Regions from separate parts of the Capsicum annuum genome. Here region 2 is linked to region 1. Evidence: chromatin contacts called from public Hi-C data. All regions are on one chromosome and are shown on one strand. Each heading gives the region's core, a stretch centred on a gene start, on an enhancer-like site or on the middle of the called end of the contact. The rest is flanking DNA. Distances are from core to core; before and after follow the strand shown.

Region 1 (4,458 bases), core at 687-3,186:
TTTTAAAAAAATTAAGATCGATCTCTATCACACTATATAGTAAGTCTTTTTCTTTCTTCAAGGGGAAGTTTTATGATTTCTAGCATTAGGTTGTATTAAACGTTTTTCACATGACTAAGTACAGATGTAAAAGAGATTAGTAATAATTTGTTACTTGTTTTTCATATTTGATAGATAAGTAAAAAAAATATTGTATCAACAAAAATATTTAAATATAATTTTGGGAAAATATTATGAAAATAAGGGTGTGGAATGTGAGGTGTGTTGGAAGATGAGAGGAGATAGTTATTAAAATATTATGTGAGTTTGTTTTTCTTCGTTACATCGCTACCTCCATAGTATGTTTAGATCAGGAGCGGACCTAGGTTTAAATCTGTGGTACTTCGACATCTGTTAAGTAGGTATGACTAAATAAGAAATGTACGAAAATTGATATAAGATGAGAAAAATCACCTCTGAAATTAAGAAGATAGTTGGGGCTTTAGATTCCAGACAAACCCTTAAAGATTTGGATGTCAATATATGTGTTCGAACCTCTCGAGTATCCACGATCCCTAAATCCTGGATCCGTCACTGATCTAGACTTAGAATATCTATATATAAATGATTTTAACATATATTCTTTTATAAACTTACTAAACACTATTAAATACTTTCTTTGTTTAAAAAAGAATGACCTATTTTTTTTCTAGTCCATTTAAAAAAGAATGACCTCTTTTCTTTTTTGACAATACTTTAATTTCAACTTTTCACATGACATGTTTAGGACCGCAAGATTAAAGGACATTTTGGTACATTTGATACAACTTTAATTTAAGGTCACAAGATTCAAAATTTTTTTTTTTTTCTTAAATTTTGTGTCAAGTCAAAATAAGTCATTCTTTTTTAAACGGAGGGAATAGTATTTTATTGAGTACTTATTTTCTTTTAAAAAATCCATGATATTTATTTACTTTTTTTTATATAATTGAAATTTCCCCTATTTTTAAATATATTGAATCAGTAAAACTGTAAAAGTGGAGCAAGAGGGAATATTTAGATTTACCAAATCCAGTTGTTAAGTTGTTGCATTGATTGATAGTTACTGTTTTACTGCCATGTTCAGTAACTATAATTGCACATTATACCTTTACTTCACGCCCACGTGTACTCACTGTATACTTCAAATTTATTACTTGAACTCTTTCACTACCTGTGGCATTCCCCGTAATTACATCCCAATTCCAAGCCCTAATTATCTATAATTCGATCATTTATTTTTACTTATTATGATTCGCTTCACAAAAATAATTCTAATCTTTTCATAGCTAGTGGAACAAAGATACTCAAAGTGAGTGGTATGCCCAATTAAAAAGGCTATTGAGGTTTGTATCGATACGATGTCATTGAAAATATAAAAATAAAAGAATTAACTAAATATCAAATCAATCGAATTAAACAAATAAATTTTTTAAAGCTCTATATCATTTATCATGAAAGTGATCAACTAAGTAAATAATAATGATTTAGTCAGTAAAATTAGAAAGTTTACGAAATGAAGAAAGAGGAGATCCTTCTTATTATTATAAGTTGAAGACGAAGTTCATAATACTCTTATTGTTAATTATTATACATTAATTTAAACTGCATTTTACTTATTATCTATTATTTTTCAGGAATTAAATTGTATCGAGTTTGTTTCTTGAAAAGTAAAATTATAATTTAATTTATAAAAAGTGAAATATAATAAATAAAAGTATAGGTTAATTTTAAAAAATGAAATATGACAAAGTAAAAATATAGTTCAATTTTTGTAAAGTAAAGCGTCAGAAAAAGTATATTCCAACGTTTTTCACCAACCGATTTCAGTTTCCACGTGGCATTATATCATTCGTCTGTTCTCTCTATAAAATCACCTCCATCATCCCGTTACAATCTATAACTACTCTCACTTTCTCTCTCTAGCTATACAGATAGGTTTTCTCTCTCTCTAAAACTCTCAGATCTCTCTCTATACAGTATATATACAGAAATAGCTGCTGCACGTATTTATGCGGCGTTTTGTATTTGCCTTGCGGCGGTCTCTCATTCGCTTGGTGCAGGTCGGGACCTACCTCGCCGGCTACTATGACGTCAGCTTCCGGTGACGATGAATACCTTTTTGTTTGCTTATGGAGGAGTTCGGGTCCCGCCTTGCATCAACTGAATAGGAAACTGCGGCGAATGAATTTTGTTTCGATGAAATCAGCTTTGTTATCGATCCGATCTAATATCTACAGCTTGTTTCATCACGAGGAGGTTCGGAATTTTTTTTCGAATTGGTGTTGATACTAATTTGATTTGTTTTTGTGGTCTTTAGATTGAATTTAGCTGGATCTTATCCAGAATACTAGATTTTAATGCTGCATAACTCTATTTGCTCGTAGGATCTATTAGGATTTGGTAATTTCGATGCTATTAGTAAAATAGACAAGTTTTATTTTATTGATAACAATTTAATCCTGTATGATTTAGGTTTAAGAGTTTCTAATTCTAGGATCTAATAGGATTTGGCAATTTCGGTACTATTAATGAATTAGAGAAGCTTAATTTTATTGATGACAGTGTAATTTTGTATGATTTAGCTAAGCTGCATGTGTAATTAGGTAATCTGTGTGTATTCCAGCATAGATCTTAATGCTACATAGCATTAGTTGTACGAAGGATCTAAGAGGATTTGGCAAATTCGAAGCTATTTAGTGAAATAGAGAAGCTTGCTTTTATTGATACCAGCTAAATTTTGTATTCATCTGTTCCAAAATAGCTGTCACGTAGTTAAATTGACTAATATTCCAAGCTAAATTAGATTAGATTAATTCAATATTTTAGAATTTGAAAACTATACGAAAAAGTTTTATAGCTTGCATTTTTTTTCATATCAATATTGATTGAAAAAAATGCGTTCTTCGTGTTGGTGTTGACATTATTTTGATTTTATTTTATTGAATTTTGCTGGATCTAACTTTGTCAATTGCGTAAGTTTGTAATTCCAGTATAGATCTTAATGCTGTATAACTCTACTTGTTTATAGGATCTTAGAGGATTTGGTGATTTCGATGCTGTTTAGTGAAATAGTTAAGCTTGATTTTATTGATAACAGTTTAATTTTGTACTCCCTCTGTTTCAAATAGTTTGTCGCGTTTTGATTGTCGAGAGTTAAATTGACTATTATTTTCAAATTAAATTTAGATAGTTTAATTCGATGTTTAATTCGATATTTTAAAATTAATATGTAGAGATTCAAAAACTATAAGGAAAGTAGTATAAGTTGTAGTTTTTTCTCATATCAACGTGATAAAAAAGATACATTTTAAAATGCTGATCAAAGTTCCTTTTTTTGACGCTCAAAAGGAAATTGTTACAAGTATTTGGAATAGAGGGAGTATGATTTAGCTAATCTGTCATTAAGAGAATGTAATTCCAACATTGATCTTAATACTGCATAACTCTAGTTGTTCTCAAGATATACATTTGGCAATTTTGATGCTATTTCTGAACTACCGAAGTTTGGTTTTAATGATAATAGTTTAAGTTTTGTATGATTTAAGTAATCTGTCATTAAGAGTGTGTAATTCCAGCATAGATCTTAATGCTGCATTAACTTTAGTTGTTCGTAGGATCTAAGAGATTCAGCAATTTCGGTGCTATTAGTGAAATAAGAAGCTTGATTTTATTGATAATACTTCCATTTTGTATGATTTAGGTAATCTGTCATTAAGAGTGTGTAGTTCCAGCGTAGATCTTAATGCTGTATAACTCTAGTTGTTTGCAGGATCTAAGCAATTTCGATGCTATGTAGTGAAAAAGAGAAGTTTGATTTTACCTGTAACAGTTTAATTTTGTATGATTTAGGTATTCTGAAAGGTTTATTTAGAAGACTTTCTTCAATTAATTAATTCCGTCTTTAGGTATATTAGGAGGATAGAGTAACTTAAAGGTCCGTTTTTTGATGAATACTAATACATCAAAACTTGTTTAAACATTTGTTACACTGTGCTAGCTCAACTTTTGAGGTGTTTTGTGCTGTAGTTTTTGCCATAGGATTTGAATAATACAAACAATTCGGTGAAAAGAAGAGTTTTCCCATCTTTAAATCTTTCTTTTAATACTAGCGCCTATTTTGATTATTGTTGAATTGTTGTTCTTCAGTGTTATATGAGGACTGAGGGTGTATTCATAAGATCGAAGCAAAGAAATTCACGACGACTAAGTATTTCAATGTCTTAGACGCCAGGAATATCTTCTGAAGAAAACATTTCTCAACGAAAGAAGAAAAATGACTTCCTTACAGGATAGAGTTCATTTCCATATATCACAACACTTACTTTATATTACTTGATTCATGTGATAGGTAAACAATGTTTTCAATCTTTAAGTACTAATTATCTATTAAGAGAAATCTTTTATACTAATTATCTCGTCACCTGTACCCAAAGCTAG
Region 2 (4,458 bases), core at 575-3,074, 70 kb after region 1:
GCAGGTACTATTGAACTCCGTAAATTTTAGTTGACATGCTTGTGTGATATTAAGCTTGGTTATAAGTGTTTGATTTCCTTTTTTAGGACAAGGAGTTGATTCGTTTAAAACGTGAGGCTAGATTGAAAGGTGGTTTCTATGTGGATCCTGAGGCAAAGTTGTTGTTTATCATCAGGATACGCGGGTAAGAACTATTTTGATGCTCTTCATTCTATAATATGATGAAAGAGGTAATACTATGGTACTCATAAAGTTTTTGATCTTTTAGGATTAACGCTATGGCCCCACAGACCAAAAAGATTTTGCAGCTACTACGTTTGCGACAGGTACAAGCAGCTCCTTTTTTATACCCCTCAAAGAATTGGTTAGAATTTTAATTTACTGCTCTCAGCATTCTAGAATCTACACTGCATGTGTTTCTGCTACAGTTGTTGGTATCATATTACTGTTTTGCAGCATTCACGGGGATAATTTGATGTTTGCTGGTGTATAACCTACTTTTTATTTCCTTATATTATTCTGTTTGCTGGAAATTCACTTTTAAGTAGGTGTTGGGGGTTATAGCTCTCCGGGGTTATAGCTTTTCCACTTGACAGTTAGTTCCCTGTGTATATCCTGATGATTGAACTGGTTTGTTACCTGTGTAGATCCTGATGATTGGACTGGCTTGTTACGCCAAATGTCTGATCATCAGCCTAGTTATTGTGTTATTGTCAAAATTCTTTATAATTCTTCTGATTCCCCTCCTTTGTTGGAAACGAAACAAAGTGATGTTTCTAGGTTCTCTGGATGGCTGATTTTGGTTAGATGTGTTTCGTGCTTATATAATTCTTTAAGTTTTGAGTTATTTTGTTGTTACCTCTCTGCTCTAACATTGAACTCTTCATCCTTCCCAGATCTTTAATGGGGTGTTTTTGAAAGTTAACAAAGCCACCGTGAACATGTTGCATAGAGTTGAACCTTACGTTACCTATGGGTAGGTTTCACTTTATGCTCTGCTGCATTGTCATGTATTTCTCTCCACTGCTCTTACTTTCAGTCCTTTATTTCCTTTGTATCTTGCAGTTATCCAAACCTAAAGAGTGTTAGGGAATTGATCTACAAGAGAGGTTATGGGAAGCTCAACAAGCAGAGAATTGCTTTGACCGACAACTCTGTCATTGAGCAGGTAAGTTTGTGTCAGTTCTTTAGCTGTGGATCATTTTTTTTTTTTTTCGGGCGTTGACATTTTAGAGTGCTCTGTATATGTTTCAGGGACTGGGCAAGCACGGGATTATCTGCGCCGAAGACCTCGTCCATGAGATCATGACTGTTGGCCCCCACTTCAAGGAGGCCAACAACTTCCTATGGCCATTCCAACTGAAGGCACCTTTGGGCGGACTCAAGAAGAAGAGAAATCACTACGTTGAAGGTGGTGATGCTGGTAACCGCGAGAACTTCATCAATGAACTTATCAGGAGGATGAACTAAGTGCCCGAAATTTGGTTTTCTAGGCATTTTTAGTGAATTGACAATTCCGAGTTTCTACCATATGATATATTTCGGTTTATGATAGTATACGACATTATTGTTGTTTTGATCCCAGCAGTCTCGTCTTAATTGTGTTGGATTTTTGAATTTATGTTACATTTCAGGTTCAAGGAGTCCAACAACCTTGAATGTTGAATGTGCCATTTCTGCTGCATATTCCTTTTGAATACATTCACTTCCAAGTAGCTTTATCTAAACCTATTGGTGTGCACTAGTAGGGGTACACCTATACACAAGGTGTGTTAACTTTTGCTGGTTAAGGGGAATAATATGTTTTTAAACCTTTAATGTTCCTTGTAGGCTTATACTGATAATATGTGCCTATGAAGCAATTCAATGTACAAAGCATATCGTGTAAGGGCTGCATTTCGAGGAGTTGATGCGTGTAGCACAATCTATCTTTATCGTTGTGGTCCTGTAGAATGAATGTGTTCGCCTTATGACCCACAACGAAAAATAAGCCTTGCAACGAGATATGGACATTTCCCATGTTGGGTTGGGGGAAACATTCGTGTGATTGCCTTGGTTTCAGAAGATGGATTGTCTAATGTTTTTTCACCCAGAGAACTTATTGGATTGTCGTGAGCAGAACGAATGGGTTGCGCTTTGAAAAAGACGATATGTTACGGAGTCGTCTTGGGAATAACAAGAGCATCTGTCAATACTCAAAGTTGACATGAATAACTCCCTCTGGTATTCTACGTGAATCCTTACGTGAACCAATACGTCCATTCCTATGCGAACTAATTTTGATATAGCTTTTGCCATATTTTATCATCTCGTAAACAATTTTAATTTATTCAGAGTGATCATGGTCAGTCTCAAAAGTATACATTTGCTTCATCCGAGTAGTTTAATTAGCAATTTAGCATAGAGAACTAATCCAAGAGACTTTATTGGCCTCATAAAGATCATTTTTTTTTTTTTAAAAAAATAATAGGTCGGTATTTTAAGACAAGAAAGAATTATTCATGCTAAACACCCTCCTTTTTCAATCAAAAGATTGTGGATTTGAATCACCAGAAACTCGATAAAAGAAAGAAGGCACTTTGTTGCGTAATTAACTAAACCATGAGGACTTAATTGTTAACTTCCCAAAAGATATAGTTGTAAACTAACACGACAAAACAAAACAAGGGGTTCATTTGTAATAGTGTTAACTTTGTGAACTTCATTGACATTTTTCTAAGTTCACTAGAAAATATGAAACAACATAAGTAAAAACAAAAATTCTCTTCGTTGCAACAGAAACCGGTGGTCGGCGGTGAAGTTTTTCCTAGTAAGTTTTTCTCTTTTCTTGAAATTCAATGGTATTTTTGTTTTATTCAGAAAATATTTATTTATTTATTTATCCTCAAAAAATATAAGATATGAAGAAACTATATTAATAGTATATAAATATGTAATTTGCAAATTCTTTGTTCTTAAGGAATTGAATGTATGTATGTTATTGGTTAAGTGGCTGGCTGATTCATGATTTGAAGTTTATAGTATGTACAATGACCTCAAGTTAATATACAATAATATTCAATATTTATAGATATTTATTGGACATGGTCCGACCCAGAGGCGGAGTCAGGATTTCAACGAAGGGGTTCATATTCAAAGAAAACTTAGGAAAACTTAGTCGAAGGGGGACACCTACTATAACCACATAAAAAATAATTTTAATTATGTATAAATAGTATATTTTTCCGTAGAATGGGTTCGGCCGAACCCCCGAACAGAAGGCGGGCTCCGCCCCTGGTCCGACCCCACACATAGCGGGAGTTAGTGGACCAGGCAGTCCTTTTTTTTTTTTTACTCTGGATCCTCCATTGAGTCCAGGGTGAATACATTAGCTAAATGAAGATTCAAGAATGGTGCTTTCGTGATTTAGCACAAAGTTTGAGTTGATTTCTCAGATGGTCTCGCTTCACTTTTTTTTGTCAGAGTAATTTTCTGAGATAATAACTGTGAGTTGAGTGACCATCTGGATCATTCACAGAGTCAAGGGTGAATATTCTAGCTAAATGAAGATGCAAGTATGGTACTTTCGTGATTTAGCACCAAGTTTGAGTTGATATCTCAGATGGTCTCGCTTCACTTTTTTGGTCAGAGTGATTTTCTGAGATAATAACTGTGAGTTGAGTGACCATCTGGATCATTCACAGAGTCAAGGGTGAATATTCTAGCTAAATGAAGATGCAAGAATGGTACTTTCTTGATTTAGCACGAAGTTTGAGTTGATTTCTCGGATGGTCAGTCAGCTATTAGTTTTTGTTTCCGAAAGTCACATTTTTTGTTTAAAAAATCGGAAGAAAAAAAAAGAAAGGTGGTTTCTAGGGATAATAACTATTAGTTGAGTGTCCATCCAGGATGAATACGCTAGCTAAATGAAGATGCAAGAATGGTAATTTCTTGAATTAGCATGAAGTTTGAGTCGATTTCTTAGATTGTCACTCAACTAATAGTTCTTTTATCTCAGAAAATCACTTTCTTTGTTGAAATATTTGGATCAAGACTGACGTGATAATAACTGTTAGTTGAGTGGCCATCTGAATCTCCCACTGCATCCAGGGTGAATACTCTAGCTAAATGAAGAATCAAGAATGGTACTTTCTTGATTTAGAGCGAAGTGTTGGTTGATTTCTCATATGGTCACTCAAACTTTCCTTGTTGAAAAATATTGGAATCAAGAAGAAGGATGACTTTATGAGATAATAACTGTATTAGTTGAGTGACTGTATGAGAAATCAACCCCACGAAGTTTCCAAGCTTAAAATTTCAATTGGTTCTCGTTTCATTGTGAATATTAATGAGCTTGCCAAGTAGCAGAATAAGATATATTTAATGATATGATACTATTAGGCTTTTAAAATTCTATATTGTGTGAGGAATAAGTTAATATTGGAAAAAAAGGGCATGCTTCATTGTTTGACTCTCAAG

What was found. A called contact is a pair of places that touch in the nucleus more often than the background predicts.
Region 2: a contact with region 1 is called in a Hi-C map of leaf, with 2.4 times the contacts expected there. The contact joins the promoter of LOC107850720 here to the enhancer-like site in region 1. A contact is called at or near these places in 4 of 5 Hi-C or Micro-C datasets (leaf, pericarp and placenta).

Annotation. Positions count from the first base shown.
Region 1 is chr12:226,348,090-226,352,547 of UCD10Xv1.1, forward strand. No RefSeq gene overlaps it. Among protein-coding and RNA genes, the nearest start is that of LOC107848862, 24 kb to the left of the region's middle. Within about 2 kb of position 1,937, at least 5 of the 5 cell types and tissues checked have an H3K27ac peak or open chromatin away from gene starts, as enhancers often do. A contact at or near this core is called in leaf and pericarp, where this site is marked.
Region 2 is chr12:226,418,265-226,422,722 of UCD10Xv1.1, forward strand. It overlaps LOC107850720 (alkylated DNA repair protein ALKBH8 homolog), which reads left to right and starts at 1,825. Exons shown (of 8, transcript XM_047401249.1): 1 at 1,825-2,223. It overlaps LOC107850721 (60S ribosomal protein L7-4), which reads left to right. Exons shown (of 7, transcript XM_016695444.2): 2 at 1-4; 3 at 87-184; 4 at 269-326; 5 at 897-976; 6 at 1,066-1,168; 7 at 1,255-1,684. The coding sequence ends at 1,470.